Linked DNA regions of Urocitellus parryii: region 2 is linked to region 1. Evidence: chromatin contacts called from public Hi-C data. All regions are on one chromosome and are shown on one strand. The core of a region is the stretch at or near the end of the contact, and the rest is flanking DNA. Distances in the headings are between cores, read along the strand shown. Region 1 holds the start of Cap1 (cyclase associated actin cytoskeleton regulatory protein 1). Region 2 holds the start of Zmpste24 (zinc metallopeptidase STE24).

Evidence for each region. A called contact is a pair of places that touch in the nucleus more often than the background predicts.
Region 2: a Hi-C map of muscle shows a contact between it and region 1, with 6 times the contacts expected there. The contact joins the promoter of Zmpste24 here to the promoter of Cap1 in region 1. A contact is called at or near these places in 2 of 2 Hi-C or Micro-C datasets (liver and muscle).

The regions. Positions count from the first base shown.
Region 1 is chr11:25,050,321-25,055,896 of mUroPar1.hap1, reverse strand. It overlaps Cap1 (cyclase associated actin cytoskeleton regulatory protein 1), which reads right to left and starts at 2,967. Exons shown (of 13, transcript XM_026393389.2): 1 at 2,866-2,967.
Region 2 is chr11:25,239,560-25,244,990 of mUroPar1.hap1, reverse strand. It overlaps Zmpste24 (zinc metallopeptidase STE24), which reads right to left and starts at 1,752. Exons shown (of 11, transcript XM_077791017.1): 1 at 1,439-1,752. The coding sequence starts at 1,561.

The sequences.
Region 1 (5,576 bases), core at 1,718-4,217:
TTATTTCAACCCCTCTGAGATGTCAATTACGCCCATATGATGAAGGTGGGAAATGCCTAAAGAAATTTCTTTTATGTTGGACTATGGCTGTCCAATTACAGAATAATCCAAGCAAATTAGCTGTCAATTACAGAATAAATCCAAACAAGGAGCTAGGTGAGGTGATACACACCTGTAATCTCAGTGGCTCGGGAGGCTGAGGCAGGAGGATGAAGAGTTCAAAGCCAGCCTCAGCAATTTAATGAGGCCCTAAACAACTTAGTGAGACCCTGTCTCTAAATAGATAATCTAAAAACAGGCTGGGGATGTGGCTTAGTGGTTAAGTACCCCGGGTTCAATCCCCAGTACAAAAAAAAAAAAAAAAAAGAGAGAGAGAGAGAGGAAAAAAAAGAAATCCAAACAAGGCATCAAAACCCTCACAACCTGGCAGATGAACCCCACCCCACTTCCCCAGTTTCTGCCAAACTCCAGGCTCCGTTATTACTGAATAAAATAGGCTCTTTCCTGCTTCACACCTTTGCTCTTGCTGTTTGCTCTAGCTGGGACACCTTATTGGACATCTTTGCCTAGATATGCCACAAACACCTCCAACAGAGCAAGTCCAAAATTCATTTTTTATGTGCCACTTCCCTAATTTACCACTCTCCCAATGTACCTCTTATATCCCCTATTTGAATTCTACTCAGCTTTTTAGGCCAGAAAAACCAGGCAATTGTCCAGACTATTCCTACTTCTTCATTACCATAATCAGCCTCCAATCCCTGGTTTTCATTTTCTTAACATTTCTCAAATATGATCCCTCTTGTCCATTTCCACTTCCCCTCTTAGTTCAGGCCATGACTACAGCAACAGCTTCCAAACACTTCTACTTCTCCAGTGTCTGGTTCCTTTCCACTCAAGAGAGTGTATTTTCTAAAACAAATCTGATCACATCTTTTTCCCACATAAAGCCCATCAAAGCAGGGGCTGGGGTTGTGGTTCAGTGGTAGAGCACTTGTCTAGCATGTGCAAGGCACTGGGTTTGATTCTCTGCACCACATATAAATAAATAAATAAAGGTCCATGAACAACTAATAAAAATATTTTTTTAAAAATCATCAAAGCATTCCCATAACTTCTGGTGCAAAATCCAAATTCCTCAGCATGAAGTCCTCCATAGTTGACTCCATCACATATTACTTCCTCCACTTCTCCAAGCATTTATGGAATTCCAGTCAGTCTTTCACAAGTCCAGGTCTCCATGTCCTTGCACATGCAGTTCTCTTTACCTGGAAATACCTTTCCCAGATCACTATATGGTTAAAATAAAAAAAATCTTATTTATTCTCCCATTCCTACCTGGAAGCCTGGAAATCTGGTTTAGGTATTTCTCCTCTATGTTCTCATAGCCTTGTATTCATTACAGTACATAAAGTAAGCTATCTTTGATTTACTTGCCTGTTTCCTCCTGTTCTGTAAACTTCATGAGAACAAGTATATTCTTAGCCACAAGGGCTAAATGCCTCATTTAATATGTACTTCACACATTTAAAAGTCCAATAATAGATTGGTAAATAATGAAAGTGTTGAGCTACCCCTAGATTTTCATTTAGAGATCCTTACAAAGAGCTCAAATTTACATAGTTCTGAAAATAACCTCTGTATAAAATGTCCTCATCTCCTCTTCATTATTCTATTCATCGTTCAAATTTTTCCCCCTTGTTACATAATTCCATAGCACCCTGTTATTCCTAACACTCAACACATTTATACTTATTTCTGAAAGGTTTCTGCAAACACTGCTAGTCCATGAGGGCAGGGACTAGCTTGTTTTGTTTCAAAGCATCATTCACTGAATCCGGGAGAAGGCTGGTACAGAATAAACATAATGTTATGCACTGAGTTTAATCCTGGGAGGTGAGCAGAGACCACTTAAAAATAGGCAAAATGAGACATAAAGAAGTTAAATAAAGCCAACCGTAGTATCTACTCCGGAGACTGAGGCAGGCGGATCAAAAATTCCAGGCCACCCTGGGCTACTTGGCGGAGATCCTGTCTCAAAATGAAAAATAGAAAAGGTTGGAGATTTAACTCAGTGAGCGAGGGAGCGAGGGCAGTTAAATAAGGCATCTGTAACTACAGATTCTCAGTAATGGGGCCACACCAACACCTGATTTTAGTTCCGAAAGCACGCAACCCCGCCAATAAAGTTAGCTTGGCTTTTCGGAGTTAAGAGCAGCAATCTCGGAGTAAAGAGATGCTATCTGAATGCAAAGGCAGGACTTGCCTCTTTTAAAAACTTCCCACGTATCTCAAACAGCTAAATGTATTTAAAAAAAAAAAAAAAAAAGTTCCACGCATCAGGTGGCCTTTAACCAACAGCTGCCCGGACCGGAAGACTACTCCAAGTTAAGAGGCATATCAAGGTAATGAACGTCGGAAGGATCTGGTACTGGTTATCTATGAAAACAAAGTAATAATTCCGATTCTCTTCCTCACTCTATACATGATCGTAGACCAACTGCTTCCCGTTTTCGGGGATCAATTTACCCATCCGTGAGATGGGAGCGAGTCGGGGGAAAGGGAAGACTCTAAGGTCTCGGAGGTTCCTTTCAGTTAGGGCACGTTAGGAATGAGGTCTCCGCTGAGGTTGACATACAGCGCTGTGAAATCGAATGGAGGGGCCTCTCCAGGACCGCCCGGCTCAGCCGGTCACCCCGGCCCCACCTCAAGAGACCGCACCCAGGAGTCCGAGTCAGCCTGAGGGCCTCACCCCAGCCCCTTCAGCAGGGATCGGCCACTAACAATACCAGGAACCGGTGGGCCCCGGAAAGAACCCCAGTCCCTACCCAGCCGCGTACCCTCACCTTAAGAGTTCTGCCTCACCTCGGGACTCCGCTCAGCCGCTCTCCACTTCCGGCAAGAACCGCCCAGCAATCTTCGCGCGCCCCACTTCCGGGCCCTCACTGGGCGCGGCACTCCCACCGGAAATGAACCTCAGATTGAACCGCTAGGCTGGACCCGCACTGGGGAGGAAGTCGGCTGCCCGGCTCGTGACTCCGCCCCTATTCACCACGCTTGGGAAAGCGAATCAGGGCTAGCGCAGAGGGCACTTGGTAAAGAGCCCCGCCCAGAGGCGGGAGCGAGCCGGGGAGGGCGTGTTCGTAGGTCCGGCCATGCTCCTCTGTCCACCGCTCCTATCAGGAGTCGCCCCGGACCAATGAAGGGCCGAAATCACAGGCTGAAGCCCCTCCTCCAGAAGAGAGAACAGATGAGTGGCCGATTCTCCTGTCAGTTTGGTGTCAATAGCAAAGTCCGGACCGTTTCACGGCGTTACGGAAGGGGCCTCGGAAGGACTAGAGAAACGGAGTCAGAGTATCCGAGCCCGGGAGGCCATCAACTCTCTATGGGGGGGTCGAGGCCAACTTCACCTCTACTTCGGTTTCCGGGTTTGTGATTCGCAGAGGCAGCTGGACTGCCCAGTGTTCTAAGAGGACTTGGGGAGGCTGGGCGATAGAAAGGCTATTAGCTAGCACGCTCTGTACCCAGCCCGTGGGTCTGGGCGTTCCCGTCCTCGCCCGACTTTCTCGCCCCGGGCTGGGAAGGTGGAGAAAAACTCTCCATTCTCACCCCACTTCCTGTTTGCTGGGTGCACTCTGTGACCATAGATGGTCAGGTCTGGGTCTGTGCGGAAGCCGCCGCCGCCTAGCAGCCGCAGTCCTTCCTCCCGGCGCGCAGGGTGTGGTCCCTGAGAATAAGATGAGCTGAATTAAGAAATTCTGCCTCATTACGCAAAAATCCGGTTTCTGAGGCATCCTTGCTCCAGGCAGGTATACCCAGTCCTCTGCTAATAAGTCCGAGGGCGATTTAGCGTTGCAGCCTATGGGAAAGACTTCGCTTTCTTGCTCCTTGGACCGATGATTGCATATTTGTTCCTTCTGGGCTCACACTTTCCCAACCGGTCGTTATCCTCCCACATGATTTATTTCTAGAAAAAAAATTGGTAAGTGCTACAGTTCCCACCCCTTCAACCGAATGCCTGTGACAGCTCCGTGTTCAAGTGGAATGCAGGTATTATATGCCAGAGTCATTCAACAAATATAGTTCTTATAATAATAGTTACCATTTTCTGTGCAGTGACTACACTCCAGGTCTGTGCTGAATGCTTCAAACGCGATTTCGTTTAATTTTAAAAGCATCTCTGTTCTATGCCCTCAGGTTTTCAAATAAGGAAGCTGAATAATTTGCCAAGCAAGGTCATAAAGTAACTGTTGGAACTTTGAAGGGAACACATCTGACTCTAACCCCCTTGAGTTTAACCCATATGAAAGACCATACTGGAATTATTTGAGGCAGTGAAAGCCTCTGCATCTGGAGATCTCAGGTTCAACATCTCAGTCCTATCCTGAGCCCTTTACTAGGGGTCAGACTTTGCTCGATTACCCTGGATAATTCACTGGGCCTCTTCCCAATTTTATAACTTCCAGTATGTTTAAAAGAAAAATGACAACATGAGAAAGTATGGTACAAAAATTGTAGTATATTTTAAATTTTACATTTAACCAAAAACACTGTCTCACAGTACACACTAACTATATTTGGACAACATTGTCATGTCATATTTAGGCTGGGCATAGTCTTTTTTTTTCTTTTTATTTGTTCTTTTTAGATACACATGACAGTAGGATGTATTTTGGCATATTATACATACATAAAGTATAACTTATTCTAATTAGGATCCTATTCTTGTGGTTGTACATGATGCAGTTATCCTGGTCGTGTATTCAAATACAAAGATAGGAAAGTTATGTCCCATTAATTCGACGTCCTTCCTATTTCCCTCAGAACATTCAGCCTTTGGTTTTGGGGGACTGTTTTATTTCCTTAGCATGATATTCTCCAACTCCATCCATTTACTGGCAAATGCCATAATTCCACTTTTCTTTAAAGCTGAGTAATATTGCATTGAGTATATACACCACTTTTTCTTTATCCATTCATCTATTGAAGGACACCTAGGTTTGTTCCATAGCTTGGCTATTATGAATTGAGCTACTATAAACATTGATGTGGCTGCGTCACTGTACTATGCTGATTTTAAATTCTTTGCATATAGACTGAGGAGTAGGATAGCTGGGTCAAATGGTGGTTCCATTCCAAGTTTTCTAAGTAATCTCCATACTGCTTTCCATAGTGATTGCACCAATTTGTAGTCCCATGAGAAATGTAAGAGAATACCTTTCTCCCCACATCCTCACCAACATTTATTGTTACTTGTATTCTTTATAATTGCTATTCTGGAGTGAGTTGGGCAGTCTTACAGGCCTATAATCCTAGGGACTGGGAAGGCCTCATCAGAAGATCACAAGGTGGAAGCCAGCCTCAACAATTTAGTGAGATTCTCTCAAAATATAAAAGGGCTGGGGATATAGCTCAGTGGAAGAGTGTTCCTGGGTTTAATCCCCAACAGAAGGAAAAAAGAAGAAGAAAAAAGGTTAAGTGTATGTGAAACCTAGGGCAAATAGCCCCACTAGCCCTTGTAATCTTCATTCTACATTTAACCCTTCCAAATCTCTTTCTGTGATAGGGACACAAAA
Region 2 (5,431 bases), core at 503-3,002, 190 kb before region 1:
TTAGAGAGCTATTAAGTAATTTTTGCCTTCTACTCCCCCCATCCCCGCCCACCAGTGCTGGAGATTGAACCCACGGACTGAGGCATGCTAGTCAAGTGCTCAACCGGTGAGCTACATCTTCAAACCCCATCCCCACCTCACATTTTTTATTTGTTACAGAGAAATGAACCCAGGGACGCTTTGCCCCTGAGCTTCATCCCCAGCTCTTTTTATTTTTTAAAGACGGTCCAGTTGCTGGGATTACCGCCCCCCCCCACCCTCTAAGATTTTGAGACAGATTCATAATTCATAACAAATAATTGCCCATAGTGGCCTCCAAGTTTTGCTCTTCCTGCCTCCACCTCCAGAGTAGCTGGGGCCAAAGGTGTGTGCCGCTAGGATACTATTTAAAAATTTTTTAACGAAAATAATGTAAATATAATACTTTTTTTGGCAAAAACATATGTACTTTAAGGAGATTAAAAAGAAAAAAGGGGGATGGGGTTGCGACTCAGAGGTAGAGCGCTCGCCTAGCATGAACGATGCCTTGGGTTCGATCCTCAACACCACAATAAAGATATTGTGTCCAGGGGCTGGGGATGTGGCTCAAGCGGTAGCGCGCTCGCCTGGCAGGCGTGCGGCCTGGGTTCGATCCTCAGCACCACATACCAACAAAGATGTTGTGTCCGCCGAGAACTAAAAAATAAATATTAAAAATTCTCTCTCTCTCTCTCTCTCTCCCTCTCCCCTCTCTCTTTAAAAAATAAATAAATAAATAAAGGTGTTGTGTCCATCTACAACTAAAAAAATATTTAAAAAAAAAAAGATAGTGTCCATCTACAACTAAAAAATAAAATATTTATTAAAAAAAAAAGAAAAAGAAAAAAGGATGGGCAGGGGGTTGTGGCTTTGTGGTAGAGCGCTCAACTGGCAAGCGTGAGGCACTGGGTTCCATCCTCAGCATCATGTAAAAATAAATGTATTGTGTCCACCTACAACTAAAGAAAAAATATGAAAAATTTATCAAAAAGAAAAAAGAGAGTGTCAGTCCTTGGAAGAATTGCAACATCTTTATTTTCAGAAAATGGTTTCCTAATCCTGTGGTTGAGTAGGATAACACGAATATCATGGGGAAGTTGTGATTCGAATATGTCAGCAGCTTTCTTTTGAAGGCTTACATCAAAGATAAAGGAGTCTGGGTCTGGACCCAAAGAACCAAAGAGGCTGTAGGGCAGGCATAAGCTCAAACTTGAGGGGGCTACCTTTTCCTTTCTTAAGGCCCTAGGGTCTCACGAAAAACTTCCCTGAGGTACCAAGAACCCCTAAAAGCCAAGTCCGCCATAGGGCCAAGTTAGAAGGCCCAGCAAGGGTTACGGGGTTGAAACTGGTGCTGGGTCCATTCCGAGCCTGGCCTAGGGCTGGCGGGTGTTGAGTTCAGGTGGGCCCTGTCTAGGCTCACCTGCCGCTGTGCTAGGAAGGTCTCCCAAAGATACACTGTCCAGGAAAAGAGCAACACCGCCCCGAAGATACGCTTCTCCGCGGGCATCTCCCACATGGCGTCCAGCGACGCCGACATCCCCATGGCCACCCGGTTCCACAGGATCCTTCAGCGTGCACCGGTGCCACACTGACACCCGTCCTCTCAAAGAGTCCCCGCGGTGCCACAGCGATATAGGTCCCTTCCGAGTGCCTCTACACAGACACCCGCCCCCATACCAGCCCCTCCGCGCAGCCGGCAGTGTCGCAAAAGCACTCCTCTTCTTGCCTCCACCCGCTGGGGACTTCTAGTTTCTCATAGGAAAGGACCAGCCCCACCTTCCTCACTTCCGGCCCAAACGGGGAGGGAGCCCAGACGCTGAGTTCCGGCCCTGACTGAGCTTGCGTTGCACCTACATCCATCCCCCGCCCCTCGACATTGGGTTCCTGCCCAGGGTTCTGGCTTTCTTCCTGGGCTTTATACCGCGGCCGGGGGCGGGGCTTTCTAACCTCTCAAGTGGCAATTCCTTTAGGTTTTGGGGCCTTGGTTGCCCAGAATGGGCTGCGGCATATTCTGTGTTTTCCTGGGCTGGGACGAGCTGACAGAAATTCTGGGCTTAGGGGCTGGGGTTGTGGCTCAGTGGCAGAGAGTTTGCGTCGCATGCATGAGGCCCTGGGTTCGATCCCCAGCACCACATAAAAATAAATAAATAAAAGTGAAGATATTGTGTTCATCTACAACTAAAAAAAAAAAAATAAAATTAAAAAAAAAAAGAAATTCTGGGTTTAGCGGTCGCCGACCCAGTGGGCCGCCATCCGCACCCAGAGGTGGCTGGGAAGAATGGGCGAGTATAGTAGGCGTCCCAGGCTGTCAAAATCTTTGCTGTTGGCTCGTGCTGTCCAGCTGCGGTAGGTGCATCCCTGGGATACCAGAAGAACGAGGCGAGGCATTGCACATGGAGTGTTTTGGCCTATATTGGCGTGTTCTGACTTCAAGTGTATTAGATGAGAATGACGGTAGCAATGAGAATTTCACTTGCAGACCTTATTATCTCATCCACCCCAAGTGTACTTGGAAGTGGCATTTTGCCCAATTGTGCCCTGGGGTAAGGCAAGAATAGGGTAGGTTAGAAATACCTGAAACGAAAGTCCCGTCTTTATCTAGGGGACAAACTCTGATCAAGTCTCAGTGCCATTTCTGTCTTGGAATTCAGAAGTGAAATGTGTCACTGCGACACCTGTCAACACATTTATTTTACTTGAAAACCGAAGTCAGAATTTTTCTGACCAAAAGTAAATCTAATTTGGTTAATTAGTTCTATAGACTGGTGTTGCTAAGTTGGCTAATTTTTTTAAACAATAAATTTAACTAAATCTATTTAAATTAGTGATACTGCGACTCTGGAGGCTGAGGCAGGAGCATCACAAGTTCAGGGCCAGACTCAGCAATTTAGGAAGACTCTGTCTAGAATTAAAAAAAAAAAAAAAAGCAAATGGTTATAATAATAAGATAACAAATTATTTTGCAAGTCAGATGTTCTCCAGTTCTTTATTTACAGCAAAATTAATGGCTGACCTAATTGAATTGTCAGCTGATGAAATATCACTTTTAATTTTGGGACTATAACTCAGAAAAAAAGCCCCAAAATTGATTGACATTACTAAAACAAAACTACTAGCATTTTCATATTCTTATTTATTTGAATATTTCTTAGCCTTGTGTTTATTAAAACAAAAAAGGAGGGGCTGGGATGTGGCTCAAGCGGTAGCGCGCTCGCCTGGCATGCGTGCGGCCTGGGTTTGATCCTCAGCACCACATACCAACAAAGATGTTGTGTCCTCCAAGAACTAAGAAATAAAATATTAAAAATTCAAAAAACAAAAAAGGAATGGAATTGAAACTGAATCCTGTTGATTTAGCAGTAAGCAATACTCACCTAGGTGCATGAATTAATTGATAGGAAAGCCCCATCTATTTTAGGGCTTTATACATGTTATTCAAGCCCTCTACCAACTGAGCTTCATCCCCAGACATAAGAAATACTTTCTCAATAGAATTATACCACTTATGTTTCTGTATTATCAAAATTTGTAATTGTGTTGTTTTGACTAGCTATATACTAAATTGCAATGATAATTCAGAATTCTTTCTAATACCTAGAACCATAAGTTACAGGGAATTGTTAAAAATTTTACTTTCAAGCATATTTTTATTGTAAAGAAGTGATCAATAAAACGTTTTTCAAACATTAATTACATTTGGATAACTTTGGGGAAAAGAACCTAAATATAAGTTAGAGATGATAAAGGAGCAATGTTAAGACTGTCTTGCCTGCTAGAGAGGGGTCACATTCTCCCTTGAATGTGTATTACTTTTCTCACCCCAAAGGTTCTGACTCAAGATTAATTCTCCCCCGAATGTGTATTTCTTACTTTACCCCAAAGGATGTCTCTTACTCTTGGGATGGCCTGCATTCTCCCCTTGCTTTTCTTTTCTTTTCTTTTTTTTTTTTTTTTTGAGAATTTTTCAATATTTATTTTTTAGTTCTCGGCGGACACAACATCTTTGTTGGTATGTGGTGCTGAGGATCGAACCCGGGCCGCACACATGCCAGGTAAGCGCGCTACCGCGTGAGCCACATCCCCAGCCCTCTCCCCTTGCTTTTCTAAATAAAATTCTGTGCCTACTGGGGTAGGGTGGGGAGAATGATGTTGAAAGCTCATTTATGTATTTTTTTAATGGATGAGGGTGTTTATTCAATTGTTATATACTTTCTGTTGATGTATTATAAAAAGTGATTTCACAGTTTTTAATTATCAGTGTTTATAATTTGCTAGAATTTACATTGCAACTATTTAAACTTACATTGAAAACTTTTAGATGGAAGGATAAACACCTTCAAAATATTCTCTTCTAAGGTCATCTTTATTATGCCCTCTTACTTTTCTTGTCCTTACTTATCTGTGAGTCCAAAGCCTCACTAAAACTTCTGTCACTCAAACTTTTTTTTTTAAAGAGAGAGTGAGAGAGAGTGGGAGAGAGAGAGAGAATTTTAATATTTATTTTTTAGTATTTGGCGGACACAACATCTTTGTTTTTATGTGGTGCTGAGGATTGAACCCAGTGCCTCGAGCGCTACCGCTCGAGCCACATCCCCAGCCCTGTCACTCAAACTTTTGACAAAGAGCACAAGTTTAGACTAAAGCTGCTTGAGTGCCAGTCATAACCATGATTAGTAAGTTATTTACCCTTTGTGCATCAGTTGCTCATCAGTACAGTGAGAGGGTACTTAACCTCCTTCATTGTTAGGATCAAATAAGAAAATTCATGTAAAGCTCTAAGCAATGTACATGACCAAATAAGTACCCAGTAAAGGCTAGCTACTAGCTCTTCATGCTTGGGAAAATGGCATCAGTGATCTGTCCCTGTGTTTGAAGAGAAAGGAACCAGAAGATGGTGTGAAGTTTCAAAGCCAAAACTGACTGCAGTTCATTCATTCAAGAAAAATATCTGCAAAATACCAGACACTGCTAAGTGTGAGTGTGAACCAAACAAAGCCCATCCTTTCCTGAAACTTATATTCTTAGTGGGCTGGGGTGGATGGAGTGAGAGATGATAAGCAAATATATCACAGTAAAAGTGGAGGTGGTGATAAGTGCTATGAAGAAAAAAACAGAGAAAAGGGAATAGAGTGTATTGGTGTGAGGGGCACTAATTTACATAAGATGGTCAAGGAAGGCCTTTAAGATTAGCCAACAGTTGATCTCAGACCCCTACCCCCAAAAAAGTGGGTAACTGGGGAAAATGTCAATCAGAGTGAACAGTGTAAAGACCCTGAGGTTGGACAATGCTTAACCCACCTGGGGACTGGTAAGAAGGTAAGAAAGAGTAAGGAGAAAGGGAAATGCAGATCCTGATGTTACCGCTGTTTACCAGTGACGGTGATGAGTCCTTGCTTCTGCAATGCTGAAGTAT